Regions from separate parts of the Mus musculus genome. Here all the other regions are linked to region 1. The links are chromatin contacts, called in public Hi-C and promoter capture Hi-C maps. All regions are on one chromosome and are shown on one strand. Each heading gives the region's core, a stretch centred on a gene start, on an enhancer-like site or on the middle of the called end of the contact. The rest is flanking DNA. Distances are from core to core; before and after follow the strand shown.

The links. A called contact is a pair of places that touch in the nucleus more often than the background predicts. Capture Hi-C pulls out chosen DNA fragments and counts their contacts.
Region 2: a Hi-C map of myocytes shows a contact between it and region 1, with 1.9 times the contacts expected there. The contact joins two enhancer-like sites. A contact is called at or near these places in 1 of 39 promoter capture datasets (3T3-L1-derived adipocytes) and 3 of 484 Hi-C or Micro-C datasets (cortical neurons and myocytes).
Region 3: a promoter capture Hi-C map of adipose tissue shows a contact between it and region 1. The contact joins two enhancer-like sites. A contact is called at or near these places in 1 of 115 datasets of contacts at active chromatin or transcription factors (embryonic stem cells) and 2 of 9 other capture datasets (adipose tissue and pancreatic islet).
Region 4: a promoter capture Hi-C map of adipose tissue shows a contact between it and region 1. The contact joins two enhancer-like sites. A contact is called at or near these places in 1 of 115 datasets of contacts at active chromatin or transcription factors (embryonic stem cells) and 3 of 9 other capture datasets (adipose tissue, liver and pancreatic islet).

What each region holds. Positions count from the first base shown.
Region 1 is chr1:39,553,699-39,558,665 of GRCm38.p6, reverse strand. Rnf149 (ring finger protein 149) reads left to right here. Exons shown (of 7, transcript NM_001033135.3): 5 at 255-351; 6 at 2,996-3,188. Among named protein-coding and RNA genes, the nearest start is that of Snord89, 7.3 kb to the right of the region's middle. Within about 2 kb of position 2,400, at least 101 of the 459 cell types and tissues checked have an H3K27ac peak or open chromatin away from gene starts, as enhancers often do. A contact at or near this core is called in adipose tissue and myocytes, where this site is marked.
Region 2 is chr1:39,744,147-39,749,408 of GRCm38.p6, reverse strand. No RefSeq gene overlaps it. Among named protein-coding and RNA genes, the nearest start is that of Rfx8, 26 kb to the right of the region's middle. Within about 2 kb of position 2,673, at least 30 of the 459 cell types and tissues checked have an H3K27ac peak or open chromatin away from gene starts, as enhancers often do. A contact at or near this core is called in myocytes, where this site is marked.
Region 3 is chr1:39,414,516-39,419,305 of GRCm38.p6, reverse strand. The region is part of intron 2 of Tbc1d8 (TBC1 domain family, member 8); the gene reads left to right. Among named protein-coding and RNA genes, the nearest start is that of Rpl31, 49 kb to the right of the region's middle. Within about 2 kb of position 1,320, at least 80 of the 459 cell types and tissues checked have an H3K27ac peak or open chromatin away from gene starts, as enhancers often do. A contact at or near this core is called in adipose tissue, where this site is marked.
Region 4 is chr1:39,397,552-39,402,967 of GRCm38.p6, reverse strand. Tbc1d8 (TBC1 domain family, member 8) reads left to right here. Exons shown (of 20, transcript NM_018775.4): 5 at 45-285. Among named protein-coding and RNA genes, the nearest start is that of Rpl31, 32 kb to the right of the region's middle. Within about 2 kb of position 3,562, at least 33 of the 459 cell types and tissues checked have an H3K27ac peak or open chromatin away from gene starts, as enhancers often do. A contact at or near this core is called in adipose tissue, where this site is marked.

The sequences.
Region 1 (4,967 bases), core at 1,151-3,650:
GTATGTGGTGGAAATAGATCTACCATATTTTTGTTTAATGAAGAGCTTTCACTTTAAAAGAAAAAAAAAAGCATCACTAAGTCCAAATCTTAAGTGGGAAATAGACTGGAAAATAACTTAGACAAGTAGGTGGACTTCATGTTAATGTGTGGTTGGCTCACTTTATACAGGGTGTGTTGGTAAAATGCGTTATTTCCTTTATAAGATATGCAAACATTTATTTTAAGACATTAATACATACTTAATTTTTTTAGGCATATTTTTCATAGAATATGCATTGACCCATGGCTTTTGGATCACCGAACGTGTCCAATGTGTAAACTTGATGTCATCAAAGCCCTGGGATATTGGGTTTGTTACGTTTTTGTTTATATTCAATCTCTACCCCAGTTCTTCCTGAGTATCTCACTTTTATTACTGACCCAGAGGCAAGGTGAACAGATGAAATATTCCTTCTGATATCCTTACTGTTACTTAAAGAAGTTTTCAGTATTTAAAATGAATATGTAGAATAGTCCACATAAATCCGTGAACTGAGTTTATGACAGAATACTATATAGCCTATGAACATCTTCCCCAATCTGTAATTCCGAAGTATAGCTCTGCATATGGTAGCATCCTCTGTGTGTGTGTGTGCTTATGCATGCATGGGTTTGTGCATGAGTGCAGATGCTTGCATGTTTGGTTTTATGTAAATTGAATCATAGAATGTATGAAGTAAATAGAGGTGCCACCTATATCTTCTGGCTTCAGAGACACATTTTACACATACTATACCCAATAGATTCTGATTATCTGCTCTCACTTTTTATGGGCTCCACAGTTTTTTTTTTTTTTTTAGACTTGCATGTACTCTATTATGCCTCAAAATACTATTGATAAAATTATAACTTATTTTAGCTAACAATATTTGAAGGACTGAGAATACAGCTCAGGGTGCTTGAAGGCCTTGCGCCAAAGTCCTGGACTCAATCTCCCTATCACATAAACTGGATGAACATTGTATACAACTTAAAACTGTTATAGCCATGTATGCATCTATAATGGTGTCTCTAGGAGCTATGCCTGGAACAGGGCTGGCTTCATGGGATGCAGGTGTGACAGTCGCCCTTTAGCTTGGTGTGGCCCTTCAGGGAGAAACTGTTTCATCCAAGGACGGCTGTACTACAGCCTCATCCTGCTTTGTCCTGAAATGTGTCTTCCTTATAGAACTCCTAAACTTCCTTTATTGACAGCTTTTCATTATCTGTCCCTTTAGCCTGAGATAGCATACCTCCCTCATGGGCCTGGTTCATGCCCTCTATGTACAAGCTGCAGTTCAACAAGAGGTTGAGTCTTCATGGTTCAGAATTTTAAATGAGAAAACACAGAGCTTGATGAATTGTTTCCTTGACAGAATCTAATTCCCTTCCTTAAATGCACTGTAAGCTTATGCTCAGTTGTCTTTTTTGAGTGATTCTAAACCAGCTTTTCCACTCTTGACATTTATGTGAGACCAATTTCTGTTCTTAGCTAAGCAGAGACTCGCATTCTCATACATTTTGTTCAGAGAGTATAGGCCCACTTATTTCATATATAAGAGATGAGTCTTCATTTTATATGAGGTTGAATTCTTTTCTTACTAGAATACAGAGAATGCGTGCGTATGTGGCGTACTTTGTGAAGGATAGGAAGCTATTATAACTTCAGCACTAGGGGTGTGTCTTGCTTTTAGTGTCTCAGTTTCTAGAGGAGGGCCCATTTCCCTATTACCAGTAGAGTTCTCAGTGACTCTTAAGACTTCAACGCAGTCCTTTGGTTTGCAACCATATCCACTACATTCATTGAGCAAAAACTGATCAGACAAATGCTGTCTAAGATGTTAAATTGAACTTGGCTCGGAGATAATTACGGTATAGTATAGAGATAATTACGGTATAGTCCCTTTGCTAGAGCAAGGATTCTTGGGGATTTCACTTTCAGGCCAACCGGGGCCAGTGCATATCCGGAGATACAGCACAGCAAGGGAACTTGGTAGATGCCATCTGGGTCAGAAAAGAAAGTGTTTATGCTGCCTGCTAGACATGGAGAAATGGAGGACTGTATTTTAGTGGGACTGCTGAGGGACTGTCACCTCAGTGCGTAGTAGGTGGATGGTGTGTGCACGGGGATGTGAACTCGGGTGGAGCTTGGTGGAGAGCTAGGTTTGGCAGCTTTGTTGAGAAACAGATTGGGATGAGGCTAAACAGGAGTTGGTATTGTAACATTTCAACAGGAATTTTGCTTGATGTGTCTAGGATGTCTAGTTACTGGTGAGGGAAGAGGGAGTGGTTTTAAAATGCTCCTAGGACAGAGCAGAGATGTCTGAGTGCCTGTGAACCCACGCTCACAGCCTACAAACCCTTAGTCACTTCCCAGCAGTTTCATCTACCCACGTGCATCTGTGGCTCTTAGGTTAACCAGAAAGAATGTCTGAGACACCCACCCACTGGTGTTGGGGCTTAATGGAGTATGACTAAAGGAGTCTCTGGCCATGCTTTCATTATCTTCCTTCAATGCAACAAAGAGAAGGAGGTGGGAGGGGAGTTGGAGACAAACCACAGTGGAGAAAGGACACAGAACAGATTTTTAAAACAGATAAATGAAGCCTTCATCTATTTAGAGCCTCTTTGTCTCTGACACCCTGGTGCTATGCTGTAAAATGGCCCAGGGCTGCTGCTGGGGCTGCGGGAGCAGCAGTGACGCTGTACAGACTCCGCAAGAAGACAGTTTCAGGAAGTAGCCTCTTTGTTTAAATCATTTAAAGGGCGAGATACAACTTCCATCAAGTAGGGAAACTCTTTAGAGGAAAACAAAACAAACTTAATAGGTCTTTCTGACTGGATACAGGAGATGGTGTGCCTCCCACCCCGTTCCCTGTAGAGAGCCAAAGATATCTCAAGTGAATTTACTAGCAAAATGACCCCGTACTGGTCATGTCACTGAGAAAGCCATTGTCTTTTGTCTGCCTCTCAAGGGGGACCCTGAGGATACGCAGGAGCTACCCACCCCAGAAGCTGCCCCAGGAAGGGTTTCTGTTGGGAATCTGAGTGTGACATCCCAAGATGAGGAGAGGAGTGAAAGCAACCTTCCATCATCTTCCTCGAGCGAGTCTGGGCCACACCGCCCCTGTCTTAAAGAAGATGCAGGGGAGGACACAGCATTACTAGGTATGTGGCTACAGATATAAGCGCACAATGTTACCAGTGAATGGAACAAAGTGGAAGGCAGGAAAGTACTGTCGTGTACATAAAAACCACAGGCCCCCACTTCGAGATACCATTTCAAGTTTTTGATGCATACATTCTCAAGAATGGGGGATATCACACAAATGCTGTTTGGTAAACTGTTCTTTTAATGTATGAAGTTCTTTCTGGATCACTTGGTAGATAAATTTTTATGACCAAGTTTTTTAAATTTTCTTTTGAGTTGCTCAATTCATGTCTATGTCTTCAGTGGTTTCTGTAGTCTCGTCGTATTGTGTAGCATGTGGTGAGGTCCTGGTCTTCTTGCAGCTGCTTCTCAGCTCAACTGCTTTTTCTTACTAATTCTTAGTTAACTTTTCTGATGCCATAACAAAACACCATGACCAAAGCAACTTAAAAGGAAATATTTATTGGCGCTTAAGAGTCCATGATCCTCATGGTAGGGAGCGTGGCAGCAGGCAGGCATGCCCTGGAGCAGTAGCTGAGAGCTCACAGTTTATCCACAATGAGAGGAAGGAAGGGAGAAGGACTGGGCCTCCTTTCCAGAGGCAGGGGACCAAGTAAAGGAACACATGAGCCTGTGGGGCCATTCTCATTCAAACACCAGGTCATAGTAATGCTTTCTTTTTGTTTTTTAATTGTAGTGGGCCCAAGTAGAGCCTAGGGCTTTGGACTTGCCTGATAAGGTGTACCTCCAGCCCTTTTTTAGAACTTTTTTAATTTAAATTTAATATGGAAAATACAAGACCTTTGTCAAATATTTTGTCTCCTCTCCCTCAGTTTCTTTATTTCTTTGTGTTGGGAAATGCTAATCACAAACACTGGCATTTGGCCATATTCCAGTGACTAACGTCTGTATTCTTAGCCTCTGTGTACTTTTCTGTCTTCTGACATAAAAGTATCTTGGGACTTTTATGGCATGCTAAATAGGAAAGTCTTTTTCTTCTTGGTTGGTTATGGTTCATTAGAGAATTACTGACCTATGTTTTGGTAATATTTGTAGGGTTTCTTTTTCTTTTTTCCCCCAAATTCCTTTTTGAAACTGTGTCTTATGTATACCAGGCTAGCCTCAAATTCCCTAGATAGCTGAAGATGACCTTGAACTTTTGATCCTCTGATCCCACCTCCCAAGTGTGAGATTATAGGCATGCATTACCACACTGGTTTCATGCAGTGCTTGGGATCAAAGTTGGGGCTGTGTGCATGCCAGCAGGCCCTCTACCAACTGAGCTACATCCCTATATCTGCCCCTTTATAATTAATTTATTCACTCATTTATTTATTGGGGTACCCATGTATGTCATGTAAATGTAGAAGTCAGAGGGTAACTGAGGAGTCAGTACTCTCCTACCTTAGGTTCCAGGGATAAAACTCAGGTCATCAGGATTGGTAGCAAGAACCCTGTACGCCATGAACCGTCCTGCTGGCCCTCTCTTCGGTATTCTTTAAAGATTAATTATGAAGTTATTTTGAGCCTGGTGTGATAGTGCATAACTTTAATCCTGGCATTTTAGAGGCTGAGACTGGAAAATCTTTTGAGTTTGAGGCTAGCCTGATCTATATAGGGAGTTCCAAACTAGCCAGGGCTACATAGTAAAACCTTCTGTCTAAACAAAAGAGAGGGTATAGAGATTGCTCTGTGGTTAAGAGCTCTGGGTGATCTTCCGGGGGGCCTGCGATCCATGACTAGCACTCACATGATGGCTCATGGCCATCTGCAAGTCTAGTTCCTGGGGTGTGATA
Region 2 (5,262 bases), core at 1,424-3,923, 190 kb before region 1:
TGGACAAGAACAACCTTGGTCTTTATCTCATTTTGTTGACCTAAGAGAGCTATTAAGAGCTATAAATATCAAGGGAGATCAGAGGTACATTTATGTTTGCTTCTCTAGTTGGCAGCATGGCCCTGAAAGAACAGGACCAAAAAATGAGGCAGACTCAAGTCTCATGCAATTGCCACCTTTATTCAAGCAACTTATACTCTGAGGGTTAAGCAGTCCATTCTCAAGGACAAACTGCACGAGGCAAGACCAGGTTTTCCCTTAGATGTAAAGAGATAACACTAACCAGCTGTAATAAATAATCTGAAGTAGATCACTTCTCTCCAATACACCTGGGAGGGGTGTGAAACACATTCAAGGAACAATTCCGTGTTTTGAAGAAAATGAGGTGACAAGACTCCTGTCTGGTTTTCTTGGCGTTTTCTCACAAGTACTAGTTGTGATGTTATGTGCAACAGTGTTTCTTCAGCCACAAAGAATGCAACAATGTTACTGTCAGGAAAGCAGGTGCAACAGGAGGTCATTCATTATCGGTGAGCCCAGGGCTCAGCCATCCTCAGAGGAGCTCCTGCAGCGGATGGTAATTAATAGACCCATAACCCAACAGTGTGCAGAGACTGAGAGACATGGAACATACAGTCCTAGATGGAATGTCTCCATCAAACCCTCCCCTCGGGGCTCAGGGATCTCTTCAGCTGAGGAAGTGCGAGGACTGTGAGAACCAGAAGAGATGGATAACTCCAAGGAAACTGTCCTTCAGACATAATGGGATGGATGTACACATAAACTCACAGAGACTGCAGGCTCTGCAGAGGTTCTAACTGAACAGGGTCCCAGCGCTGAGAGGGGAAGAGGACACTGGCTCCCACCCCTAACCAAGAAGCGATCTACAATTAATAGCCCTGGTAGAGTGAACGTTGTCACAATGGAGCTTCACTGGGCTATAGCAAGCACATTCCAGGTAAACCCCATACCCAGGAGTAGTTGGCCAATGCAAAACAAACTCAATGGTGTTTTCGTCTCATATTGCTTTGTTTGGGCATCATTTGTGTTGTTGGTCTCTTGCTTAAGCATTCTAGTTTTTGATTTTGATGTTTTGTGTGTGTGTTTCTTGTTTTTTGTTTTGGTTTTCTTTTGTTTTTGCTTTTGTTTGTCTGGTTTTAGTATTGTTTTTGTGTGTGTTCTTTTTAAAAGGGAACATTGTTTGGTGAGTGGAAAGGTAGAGAGAACCTGGAGGAGTTGGGGGAGGTGAAAGCATGGTCAAAATATATCGAATAAAAATGTTTGTATTAAAAATAAACAAGGGCTGGTGAGATGGCTCAGTGGTTAAGAGCGCCGACTGCTCTTCCAAAGGTCCCGAGTTCAAATCCCAGCAACCACATGGTGGCTCACAACCATCCGTAATGAAATCTGATGCCCTCTTCTGGAGTATCTGAAGACAGCTACAGTGTACTTACATTAAATAAATAAATATTAAAAAAATAAAATAAAATAAACAAGGCTGGGCAGTGGTGGCACATGCCTTTGATCCCAGCACTCAAGAGACAGAGGCAGGTGGATCTCTGTGAGTTCATGGCCAGCCTGGTTTAATAGAGTGAAAGGACAGCCTGAACTACACAGAGAAACCTTGTCTCAAAAACCAACCAACCAATCAAATAAAAGTAAAAAAAAAAAATTTTTTTTAAAGAGTTTACCCAGATCAATAAATACCAAGCAGCCATCATAAACCCAAACACAGAAAAACATTCCTTTGAAAATTATGGTCGGAGTCAGAGAAATGGTTCATTCTGTGAGAGTTGTTGGGGCCAAGCCTCATGAACTGAGTTTGATCCTCAGGACCTACATGGTGGAAGAGAACCAACTCCCTCAAGTTGCACTGTGACCTTCAGGTGTGCGGTTGGCTGTGCCTGCGGGAGCACACACATGCACACTAAATGAAGAAAAATGTAATAAAATAAAAGTGTGTTTGTTTTTGTTTTTAGACGGAAGATGAGAGGGTTTGGCGAGGCTGCTGTGTTGCTCTCACAGAGGGTCTATGTGTGATACCAGCATCCATGTTGGGTGGTCCCCAGCCACCTGTGACGTCAGCTCCAGCAATCTGCTGCTGATTTACGAGGGAAACTGCACTTACACGCACAGACAATTAAAAATCAAATAACATCTTTTTTTTTTTTAAGGGAGGAAGGGAGGGAGGGACAAAGACAAGGAGAAGACAGGGAGGGAGGGAGGGAGGGAGAAAGGGAGGGAGGGAGGGAGGGAGGGAGGGGGGCAGGGAGAGAGGGAGGGGGAAGAGAGGGAGGGAGGGAGGGAGGGAGGGAGGGAGGGAGGGAGGGAGGGAGGGAGGGAAAGTATCATAGTCAAAGGACCAAATGGCATTCACCAGAAGTGGAGAAAGCCTGGAAGAGAAACGCCATGTCTGTTGTTTGTCTAAAACACAGGAAACAAAGCAGGACCGATGTCCAGGCTAACTCCAGCTTTTCTGCCCTGACATCATGGTGAATGAAACTGGAATCAGCAGGATTTCAGGCTGGAAGCTGCATCTGAACACCTGTTGTTTGAGAAGCCTCTAGAATTTTCCAGTGGCTCTTAGAAAATGCAAAGGCAATAGTGACAAGAGAGTTTACCTCTTTGGTCTTTCTGAATTTCAAGACCACAAACTCACACCCCACACGTTTATCCGCTAGCTTAACCTTTCCTTTTATGGTTCGTGTTTGTCACTCGAGTTTTTCTTGGCTCTGAGCTCAGGCTTCTTTGAGCCCTTGTTATCATCCCACGCTGAGGCGACCCAGATAACTCTTGGTCACCACAGCTGCCGCCTGTGGTTGTGAAGGGGCTCCTGGAAAACAGCTGGGAAGTTGCTGGAATTCTCCTTTGAACATTTTTACTTTGTTTCATGACATAAGACCTTAAGCTTTGTTCTTGTGGCTAAATCTCAATTCCTGGCATCTCCCCCAAACAGGCCGTTATTATCAAAGGGCTTCATGCATTTTTAAACAAAATTAGCCCACTTTCCCAAGCCTTTCTTTTTCCAGAGACTTCAGCTTTTCAAGATCAATTATATTGGCAGGAAGGTCCAGAATGAACCAACTGCTGCTCTCATCATCTCCCGTTTCTTTACATTTTTCTATATGTACATCCTCGGAAATTTTTCAGTCTTCTGTTTTTCTCTCAGACATCTTTTTTCTTAACTTGACACTAGTTGTTGCCATGTAATCGATTTTTGGTTTTGTATTTAAATTTGTTGTTTCACCATTACTCAACTTCCAGAATATTATAAAGGAGATGCCTGTATCCCTATAAGAAATTACTTTAAAATATATACTTATTTTAGCATGATGCCAAGTGATAAACACACATAGATATATATATATATATATATATATACATATACACATATATATACACATATACACATATGTATATACATAAACATATACACATATATATGTATACACATACATATATGCATACATATATACATATATGCAACATACATGTATATACACATATATGTATGTATACATATACATATATGCATGTGTGCAACATACACACATATATGCATATATGCAACAGCATTTTATTATATATGTATATGTTATATACATATATGTATGTATATATATATATATATGCATTTGACTCATACATGGCAAGAACTCATCAAAACCAAATTAATCAGTCCATCAATCAAAAGAAAAACTAGGAGGAAATAGTTTCTAACTGAAACAGTTACTATACAAATTACAGTCTTTACATAGGAAAGTCCTTTTCCAATCACTACAAGATCAATCACTGATAGGAAGTGAGTTAACAGATTTAGTCAATTAATAAAAGAGCATACAAATGCCAAACAACAGAACCAGGCAGAACAGTGCACACCTATAATCCTGCGCTAGAGAGGACCCAACAGCTTGAAGGCAGGGTGAGGCTACAAGGCCAGACAGTATCTGAGAAGCAGAAGGGAAATCGAGGCACATGTGAATAGTACCAGGGGCAGGGTTTGCTGATCACTAACGTCCAGTAGAATGGGGTTGGGTAGGGCATTCGGAAGCAGGCAAGCATCTGAATGGTGTATGGCAGGAAAAGTTATAATAGCCTTTTATTAGCTCAATCTGACATATCATTAAACTTTAAACATGGGCTGATCTTACAGAGTCCTGAGTTCTGTTCCCAGCACCAGGGTTAAAATGGCTCGAAACCTCCTATAACTCCAGCCCCAGGGGATCTGAGCCCTCTTCTAACCTTGATGGGCTCCTGTGCTCATAAGCAAGCACACTCACACAGACACGTATACATAAAGAAAACAAAAATTAAAAATAATAATTTAAACACACACGCTACTTAACCCAACAATTCTACTTCCAGGAAAAGATTAGTAATTCACGCAGTGTGTAGCCATAGACTTTCACCCGTTGCTTATTGTTTCCAGCGAGGTAGCATAACACCTGCTGCTCATTAAGCAGGGAGTACACATTGCCTTTAGAGTGTATCAGGAAGCCCAAGTCTATGGAAGGCAAGACAAAAGTGTGTGATTGGCATGTTCCAAAATGGATGGTAAAATATTTCCACTTTATAAACCATGGAGAAAGACAACTTGAAAACTGTGGATATGACTGAATTCTGAAGGTCTCACCAAAGTCAGTTTCAGCCAGCATAACGGTAGTAGGGAAGGCAGGTTCTGAGAATCCACTATCCTGAGAGATGGAAAGAATTATTATTGGGCACACAAAAGTGAAAAGAACTCTTGTTGAAGTAAACGTAATTATTTGGGGGAAAATAGAGTCCGTTTCTTAAGAATCTTTACACAATGCAGTGCTGTTGAGCCTGTGACTAAGCAAGTAAATGAATACCTAGAGTTTTACAGGGACTTTTAAAAGATTTAATTAATTTATTTATGTACTTATTTACTCTGTGTGTGTGTGCGCGCGTGTGCGTGTGCATACCCAAAGAGGGCACTGGACTCCCTGAAGCTGAGGTTGGAGTTGTACATGGCCGCGAGCTGCCAAGCATGTGCTATTGATGCCGAGCTATCTCTCAGCCTGTAACTTTTAAATCTACAAATAAATTGAAGCAACCAACAAAACAGTTCAGTGTTAGTAAGTGGATTTTTGCAAATCCACTGGAGGGTTGCACTGAAGGAGAGCGGTCAAGGCTTGTGACCATGCAGTATACACATGAATCATGTGTTCTCCCAGCCTCTGGCCTTGTCATTCTGGTGTTTTTACCACTTTGTTGGTTTTGTTATATTTGCAAAAGTAGGAA
Region 3 (4,790 bases), core at 71-2,570, 140 kb after region 1:
ATAAGGACGAGGCTTCCTTGTCATTGCCATGTCTGGTGCTCTCAGTCTTGCCCTGCACCCGAGACGTGCAGGCCCATGCTGCCCTCTGTGCCTCCTGTTGCTGTTCCCTCATGACATGTCCTGGTCATCGTCAGTGGTCCTCAGTGCTATCTCAGAATTGCTGCCGTGCCCTTCTTAGTCCCCAGCATGGCCTGGAACACTGGCCGGATTGTTTGTTGTCCACATTTGATCTCAGGAAGCACAAAAGAGAATAGGAAAGAGCTGCCTGGCTCTGAGTTATCTGCTTAGAATCATTCCAAGAATCAGATGGCTTATGCAATAAGTTGACGCCTTCCATTATTGTCAGCTGAGGCCTTGGGGGTGTCTTACCCAGTTCCTGGAAGAAGACATCCTCGGGTCGTAGTGAAAGGTGGCAGAGCACCCCTCTCAGGCATCGGAGCCTTGCACAGAAGAACGCTCAACAATGCTCATGTCTTCCCAGGCATGCGTTTGCACTTGCACTGGCCTGAGGAGTTCATAGCTGCTTAAGTTCAGAGTCTCCCTCCTTGCTTTCGAGGTCTGTCCCCATGGGGTTGAATTAAATGAAGACAGAGCAGTGAGAGCCAGGAGCAAGCTTTCCATGGACCTGGTGGGAGAGGGTGTGTGGACTGAGCCTGATGCTTGCAGATTCAACCAAAATGGATAATATGTATAAATGTAACATGTTATATTATGCATATCTCCCTTGCATCTGTACTGGCCATGTAAGACTTCTTGGTATTCCATGAAGAATATGCTATGGGAATTCTGTATCATTAACTTTGTTCCGGACACTGTAAGGAATCTGGAGATAACTTCAGGAATTCAGGAGGAGTGTGTAAGTTACCTGCAAAGGCCGTGCCACCTTAAAGAAGAACCTGAGCCGTCTCAGACGCTCTTGTCTTTGGGAGGTCCTGGATCAAGCACATATACAGGCCCAGCCCTCTGGTGCATGTAGAGGGACTATTGTAGTTTGAAGAACTCTTAATTAAAGGTTTAGATTTAGAAAATGAAAACAGACATGTTTTCATGACAGGAAAGGGGAACCATTTGCTAATCAAAACAGGTTGCCTGTTTTTAAAAGCTCGGGCCCCCAGGAGCTAATTCTCTCCACTGAGCCCCTCTACTGCCCCCCTTGCGAATCTCTCAGCAGCACATAGGGGCAGCACACCCTACCCTGGAGGGGGGAAGATGCAGAGCACCGGAAGCTGGCCGCTTGCCAGGGTCACACCAGGCGCTGGGGTGCTCGAGGGCAGCTTAGCTGCAGGCTCTGACAGAGTGTACTCTCAGAGTGTTCCTTCTGACGCATGTACGGTTTCTTATCCGTGCCCTTGACTGCGGTTGGTGTTTTGCTCCCTTGTATTCTGCCTCACTGTTTGCTTTGTCTTTGTGGAGTGGATTTTATTAAGGGAGGAAATGTTCCCGGGTGGACCAGATTAGTGTCTTCCTGAACTTCGTACCAAGGTGGCAGAAGACATGCCAGCTTGTTTTCTCTGAGCAGAGGACTTGCAGGGTGCTTCAAGGAACATCTGGGAGGTGGCCCAGCAGCGGGGAAAGTGTGAGCTTTCTGGGTCAGGATTGTTACACTTGTTTTCGGTAGCTTCGGCATTTCCTTGGAACAACACTAGCTGGAATTTTCCATGTGGGCTTCACCTTTAGAAGTGGGGAGAGGGTGGTCAATTAATGTTTCTTCCTTGTCCCGGAGGTACTCGCAATTGAGCTATTAATGTGTTTTTTTTTTTAAGTAATTTTGCCTATGAATAAATAACTTTCATCGAAGAACATCTTCTTCCTTCTGTGATGTATACATTGCTGATAGGGGTTAAGATTAAAAATCTCTTAGAGCTGAGTGAGTTGGTACATGCCTGTAGTCCTAGCTACTCAAGATACTGAGGCAGGAAGATCACTTAATCACATAAATTTGAGACCAGCCTGGACTATATAAGGAAGCAAACTGAAGCAAATTAAAATTTGAATCTTAAAATCAAAGGTTGCCTGACTTGCAGTGTAGGTCCTGACATCAACAGAGACCACCTGGAGGGGGTGCTTTAAAGATACCCAAGTTAATTCTCTTTTTTAATAGAAGAGGAGGCTGGCTGGTGCAGTGGTTAAGAACACTGACTGCTCTTTTAAAGACCCTGAGTTCAATTCCCAGCAACCACAAGGTGGCTCACAACCATCTGTAATGGGATCCGATGCCCTCTTCTGGTGTGTTTGAAGACAGCGACAGTGTACTCACACATAAAATAAATAAATACAATTAAAAAAAAAAAATAGAAGAGGAGGCTCTGAGATACAAGGCTCACAGAAAGATAATCCTCCTAACTATTAGGTAACCCCTTAGTGATATGGAAGGCGTGCCATGGGAGTCCATGTGACCCCTGTGCTGTGTGCTGCCCAGCAGGGGCTCTTTCTCTGTCTTACTGGAGTCACAGTGGTGGGAGAGGTCAGTGATGCTGTCCCAAACAACTTGGCTAAGTGGCGGCTTCCCTGGCTTTTTGGCCATGAGGAAAGCAGCTAATACAGTGGTTCTCAACCTGTGGGTCGGGACCCACTTGGAGTCCCAAATTATGTGTTTATATAATGATGCATAACAGTAGCAAGATTGGGCTGCAGCGATGGCTCAGTGGTTAGGAGCACTGACTGCTTTTCCAAAGGTCCTGAGTTCAATTCCCAGCAACCACATGGTGGCTCACAACCATCTGTAATGGGATCTGATGCCCTCTTGTGGTGTGTTTGAAGACAGCTACAGTGTACTCACATTTATTAAAATAAATTTTTAAAAAAGTAGCAAGACTATAGTTATGAAGTATTAATAAAGTAATTTTAAGGTTGGGGGTCACCACAGCACGAGGAGCTGTGTTAAAGGGTTCCAGCATTAAGAAGGCTGAGGATGAAATACCTGGATTTTTTTTGTTTGTTTATTTTGGAATGTTTGCATATACATTATGAAATACTGCAGGGATGGAACCCATATCAGAACACAGAATTTGTCTCGCATATACCATGCAGACATAACTCAAGAGTAATTGTGTGCAGTCTTTTAAATAATTTTGTCTGTGAAGTAAGTTTCAAGGTGTGGAATTTCTTACTTGTGAGATGGTGTGTGTCCCCCCAGCCCCTAGAGCTTCAGATTCAGGGTCTTTGAATTGGTGATGCTCAGCCTGTAAGGGAACTTAGACAACTCTGTGCCCTGCTTTCTGGACCTGATTTTACTTCTGAGTCTAGACACCTCGTGGGTGTGTGTGGATCACTTGGCCTGGTTTTGACTCTTTACTAGGAATAGGTTTGTTTTTTTTTTTAAGATTTATTTTATTTATATGAGTACACTGTCAGACACACCAGAAGAGGGCATCAGACTCCATTACAGATGGTTGTGAGCCACCATATGGTCGCTGGGAATTGAACTCAGGACCTCTGGAAGAACAGCCAGTGATCTTAACTGCTGAGCCATCTCTCTGGCCCTGCATTTTTTCCATTATAGAATTTTTTTTCATTAAATTTCATGCTTAGATTCTTCACTATAAAAATATTTCATCGATTTTTTTAGTGGTTAAGTTTGTTGTTTGACCTTTTCATACACGTATAAAACGTGTTCTGATGACTCTCCCTCACCTCTCCCTCTGCCAACCCACCGACTTCTCACAAGTCCCCGCCCCACAGCAGGTCTTCATGCCGTTTTGTGTCTCAGAGTTTAATGGGGATTGGCTGTGTGACCATGTGTTTAGTTATTGGAGTTTGCTGATTGGCTGTGTGACCATGTGTTTAGTTATTGGAGTTTGCTGATTGGCTGTGTGACCATGTGTTTAGTTATTGGAGTTTGCTGATTGGCTGTGTGACCATGTGTTTAGTTATTGGAGTTTGCTGATTGGCTGTGTGACCATGTGTTTAGTTATTGGAGTTTGCTGATTGGCTGTGTGACCATGTGTTTGGGTATTCACTGGAGCTTGCTGGAGTCACCAAGGGGACTCAACTGTAGACAGGGACTCTCTCTCTCCCAGAATCTTTGGGCAGACCGTGATTCAGCACGGAGAAATAGGGTCCTATGAGCCCCTTCCCCATCCATAACTAACCATTGACAGAACAGCTTTGCCCAGATCGAGTGCAGGCCCCACAGCTGTCGTGAGTTCATGATTGCAATGGTCGCCACACCCAGAAAGGAGCATTTCATTGCCCAGTCCTGGCTCCTGGCTCGTACTTTAAAGCGCTCTTCAGTGGCATTCACTGAGCTGTGGAGGCTCGTGGTGTAAATGGTGTTCAGGGCTGAGCACGCACCCAGCACACAGTCCCAATCACACTGAGCAGCCATGGGTCTCTGCATCCACTGCTGTTCACCGCACAGAGACTCTCCTCTCAGGAAGATGGAGTAGTGTTTGTCTATAGGTGTAAACAGACTTTTATAAGGCCGTTTGATTCTGTCTATTTAACTAAACAACAGTAGTAAGGTAACCCCTAGGCCCATGACCTCCCAGCTATACATTTTTGATCAAGTTTACAGTGGTCCCCCCCCCTCTCCCTCTCTCTCTCTCTCTCTCTCTCTATATATATATATATATATATATATATGGCTTTTAAAAATATTTATTTTACTTTGTGTGTGTGTGTGTGTGTGTGTGTGTGTACATACATGTGCGTGTGTGTGCACACACATGTGCAGTAGCCCTTGGAGACCAGAAGAGGCAGCAGCTCCCTTGGAACTGGAGTCACAGATGGTTGTGAGCTGCCATGTGGGAGCTGGGAACTGAACCTGGGTCCTCTGCAAGAGCTCTAAA
Region 4 (5,416 bases), core at 2,313-4,812, 160 kb after region 1:
CTCCCATCTGATGGCTGATGCCCATTTGTCCTTCTCTCTTGCAGTTAAACTTGTGATCCCCTGGGTCGATATCCAGAAGCTGGAGCGAACCTCCAATGTCTTTCTCACGGACACCATCCGGATCACTACACAGAATAAGGAGCGAGACTTCTCCACGTTTCTGAACCTGGACGAGGTGTTCAAGATCATGGAGCAGCTGGCAGATGTCACGCTCCGGAGGCTGCTGGACAACGAGGTTTTTGATCTTGACCCCGACCTGCAGGAGCCTAGCCAGATCACAAAGAGGTAGGGCTTCAGCACAGGTGACCCTCAGGTGCTCAGGGGACCTGTGCCTGCCTCATCCTTCATATGCACAGCTTTTGACAGCCTTAGGTACCTGGTTTTCCCCCATCTGCCTAGGCCAATGGTTCCAGGATTTCTGTGGGCATCTGACCCGCATCTGCACAAGAACCTGCTATAAAACACTGTAGCCTTTTCATATGGCTGATTAAAAAGCCCAGATGCTGTGCAGGATCTCTAGAGGACTTGTCCTAATACAGCGTCCATGTCATATGAATAATTGTCATACTGTACTGTCTAGGGAAGAACACTAAGGAAAGATGTATGCATTTGGTACAGAGAGGCTGTCTTTCTAAATATTTGATTGATGGTTGTTGAATCCAAGGATACAGAGCCTACGAACACTGAGGGCCTGATGTATGTGGTGCCACTCAAACTTCCCCCTAGCCCTGGAGTCAGTCTTTTGCTTCTTTATTACATTCTTCTGTTGTGTTTTTGAGTGTGGGAACGTGGAGGTCGAAGGACAACTTGAGAGAGTTAATTCTCTCTTCCACCCTGTGGGTCCCTGGAATCAAGTCGTGTGGTCAGAATGTCTATACCCACCAAGCCAGCTGGTGGGCACCGTCTCTGTGGCTAACCTAGGCAGGCAGAAGTGGAAATGGTGACTGTCATTATCCCTTCTCTCCTCCATGTGGTAGATGTGGCTTTCTGGACGGAGGTCCCCCTTTTACTTCAAATATTTCTGCACATAGTGTGGGCACCCTCGCGGTACAAGTTGGTTATTCACTGTATCAGTGAACATGAAGACATTTCATTTTTAAAAAAGCATTTCTTTATTTTATGTATATAAATTTACTGTCACTGTCTTCAGACAACCCAGAAGAGGGCATCAGATCCCGTTACAGATGGTTGTGATCCACCATGTGGTTGCTGGGAATTGAACTCAGGACCTCTGGAAAAACAGTCAGTGCTCTTAACTGCTGAGCCATCTCTCCAGCATCTCTAAGACATTTTATTTTTAATGGTGCTGGACATTTCCCCCTTGTGCATGCTGGCTAGGGATGTACTCTGTCACCCAGCCAGTCCTCTTGTCAGATTGTGTCCTCTGGGGCGGGGGTCGGTGGTCAGGGCAGCTGGACCATTTTGATTCCTTTACTTTGGAGCCAATAGTCTTTGGATTTATTTAGTTGGACTACACCTGACAGGCTTTGAGACGACTTTGTGAGGCAGGTGTTTGGATTGTTGCCTTAAACAACTTCAGCATCATCACCTGAAGCTCACAAGTGCTTGAGCCAGATTGGTTTGGGGCTTTGTGCATCTTGGCTGGGTAAGTGTGGCACAGGTCAAAAGCTTTTGTCACACTCATGTCCTATCCGGTTGCCACCACCGTCCACCTGCAGAACGATTCTGCCATCCACATTCACCCCCTGCTGGTCACTAGCTGCTCTGGGAAGCTGAGCAGGCCCCTTAGTAAGGTGGAATCCTTGAGCTGTGGTTTGCAGAGAACCCATTCCACTTAATGTCTTCAAAGTTCAGCCATGCAGTGGGATGTGCGCGCGTGTGCATGCTTGTGTGTGCAGGTGTGTGCACATGTGTGTCAGAGGACCTTAGGTGTGCCATTCTTCGGGAACAGCTTTGTGTCTGAGACAGGCTCTCGCTGCTCTGGAGCTCAGCAAGAGGGCTAGGCTGGCTTGCCAGGGGGCCTCAGGGACGTAGCAGTGGGTGACAAGGGCTTGTCACTATGCCCAGCAGGGAGCCTCAGGGACCTAGTTGTGGTTGACAAGGGCATGTCACTATGCCCAGCTGCTTATGTGGATTGTGAGGATCCATCTCAGGTCATCACACTTTCAAAACAAGCTCCTTAGGACTGAAGCTTCCCCCTTCCCTCTCAGAGTTTGTCCTCTCACCTGCTGGTGCTTACCCTAGGTAAGCCTCCATCCACCAGCTGTGCCAGGCCTCTGCCTCTTGGGGTTTTGTTGTTTGTTTGTTTTAGTTCTCCTTTTTAATATTCCCGTTCATCTTCTGTTCAGTTGAAGACAGAAGCGATGAGGTGCCAGAGCTTCCTTGGCGATCAGCTTTATCTCATGACAAAGGCTGAATACACAGACCTGGGGGAAGAATGTGACTGCCCTGAAATCCAGTGTTAGAGCGGAGGGTGGAACATCAGCTTGGGGATGTTCAACCCATATGTCTATGCAAATATCCCCTTTTAAAAAAAACACAAAAATTTGCAAATACTTTGTCCCAGTCATTTTACACAGAAACACTCAGTCTGTCTTAAGTTCCTTCAAAACTCTACAGATGGGCTGGAGAGATAGCTTAGCAGTTAAGAGCACTGACTGAGGCTGGTGAGATGGCTCAGCGGTTAAGAGCACTGACTGATCTTCCGAAGGTCCTGAGTTCAATTCCCAGCAACCACATGGTGGCTCACAACCATCTGTACTGGGATCTGATGCTCTCTTCTGGGGTGTCTGAAGTTACAGTGTACTCCTATGTATAAAATAAATAAATCCTTTAAAAAGAAAGAGCCATGCTGACAGAGCCCTGAAACCAAAATGATGTGGGCATGCAGGTCTTTAAATAAGTAGTCCTCACAAGCTACCAGGGAAAGTTTTGCTCTTGTCTGTCTGTCTACTCAGCTACAAGCCCGAGCCACATTGCACAAGCGTGCAGCTTGCAGTTTGCAGCTGCACAGGGGCTGGCCAGCCTTCCTGATGTGCTTTAGTGTTGTCAACTGGACAGAGAGTCTCCTAGGAGATGAGCCTCTGAGCATGCCTGTAGGGGTTACTATGAAGAGATAGGGTGGGGAAACAGGGGGCAGCGCATTCTCTGGCTGTGACCCTGTACTGTGTTAAGATGGAGAGATCTGTTTTAGAAGTGTCAGGGTTGGCAGTGGACATTCACGTCCAGGACTCGGGAATTGTCTCCAAGTCCTCCTCCTCGGCCAACCCTGAGTTCTACCTGGGCACCAGTAGAAGGAAGAAAAGGGAGGACAGGAATGTGGGGATGGCCAACAAGTGAGTGTCCAAGGCTAGACCATCTGTGATCAGGGCTGGACCCATCTGTTCCCAGGGCTGGACCTAGGACCCGTACAGGTTCCTGTCTCCAGCAGCATGCCCACCTGGTTAGGGACTTTCTCTGAAGTGAAAGGTCTAGTTGCTGCCCCTCAGCTGGCTCCCATCGAGCTTTTGTCATGGAGACCAGGCCTGTGGGTGTAAACAGGTAATGACTCAGGCCCCTTGGCACCCTGCCTCAGGCAGATTTTAAAGTTTGGGAAAACAGCCTACCCAGCTCAGAGCGGGAATACCTCCCCACACACCCCAGCTCTCTCCTTGATCTCTTCTCACTTCCCTTCCCAGATGACTGCTTTCCAGTGGTGACCCTTAGGGTCAAAGGCCTAGGTTCCTTGAATAACTGTTTACCTGTTCTGTTAGTCACCTCAGGCCTATGGTCCTTCCGCTGGGTATGTGGGAGTTGGGAGGGGATGGCCCAGGCTGCCCAGTGCAGAGAGGACCTGGACCCCTTTATCTTTAGCAGAGCTCTGGTGGCGGGCCCTGGTGAGGGGGGGGGGGGGGAGGGAGGATGCTGCCGCCTGGGCAGTAGGGGTAATGGAATAAGTGGATCCTGAGATTCCCAAACAGAAAGTGTTTATCCTAAAGTGAGGGTGTGGTCAGATAGCCAACCAGTTTGTATAGGGGGAGGGCAGGGCAGCTTGGAGAGGCAATGAGCCTCTTCTGGTCTGCGGTCTCCTGGGCAGGTGGATTACTGGGATGGGTTTAGGTTGGGAATCAGAATTACTCTTCTCCCAGTAGCTGCTGGGTTCTGGGTCCTCAGTGCAGCCCCTGTCTCTGCCCTTCTGTCTCTACAGACCTCTTTGGCCTCATCCTACAGAGCCAGTCCACTTTTCTGGTCCCCTCCCGTGGCCCACTTCCCATGGTCAGATCAGAGCAAGTGGGGAGCAGGAGGGCTGCAGGGGAAGATGCATCAGCCCCACCAGGCAAGAATAAGACTGGGACCACACACTCTGAGCCAGATATGAAGCAAGCTTTATTAAATAACTGGCCAGGTCTGTTCTGAGGATCCCTAGTGTGTGTGCCCAGTTCACATTAGTGTAGGAGCTTACAAAGGCAAACCCACAAAGCTAAGTACTTCCCTCTTGTGTCCAATCAGGGGCAAGCATACACCCCGACGTGCTTACACACCTATGTGTGATTGAACACTCATCCTGTACAACCGGTGCAACCATGCTTGTGTACTTATGGCCATGAAAACGTGTGGCTTATCTCACATGAACAGCCCCCAACATTCCAGGGAGTTCTCTGTCCTTGAGCAAGTGAAGTCCCAGTTAGAGCAGAGGTTCTCAGCCTTCCGAATGCTGCTACCCTTCATGTTGTGGCACCCTCCGCCCCCCGCAACCATAACATCATTTTCACTGCTACTTCATAACTATAATTTTACTACTGTTAGGAATCGTAATGTGAGTATCTGTGTCTTCCCAATGGCCTTAGCTGTGACACTGTGAAAGTGTCATTCAACAGCCCCCATGGGGGTGGGGTGGTCACAACCCACAGGTTGAAAACCACTGGGTTAGCAACATATTTGTTTTATAGATCTCTTAAACACAGTGATTTAAACTTAAAACATAATGTTAGCTGTCACAAAAGAGGCATCTTTCAAGGGAAGACCCACCACCCCTCACCTTCCCACCTCCACAGACGCCCCCTGGGCTGCTCTCAGGGGATTCTCCTGGGCAGCATGGCCAGGCTCTGCTCTCTTGAGAGCCAGTGTGGTGGTGGCTCTTATGGTTGAGTCCGGGAACAGCCTCTCTCTCACACGACAGAGGGCCCCGCCCACAGGGAGGGTAGTTACACCTGCGCCTTGGAGTAGATAGAAATCTCCAGCACTCGGGAGGCAGAGGCAGGTGGATTTCTGAGTTTGAGGCCAGCCTGGTCTACAAAGTGAGTTCCAGGACAGCCAGGGCTATACAGAGAAACCCTGTCTCGGAAAAAAAAAAAAAAGCTTCATCTGGCTGGCAACAGCCTCGTTCCTTCCAGCTGCAAGGTCAACGAGGCCACTCCTACCTGTCCCAGGCCTCCCTCTAAGCGGGAGCTCATGGACTTGGGAGGTCACTGGACCT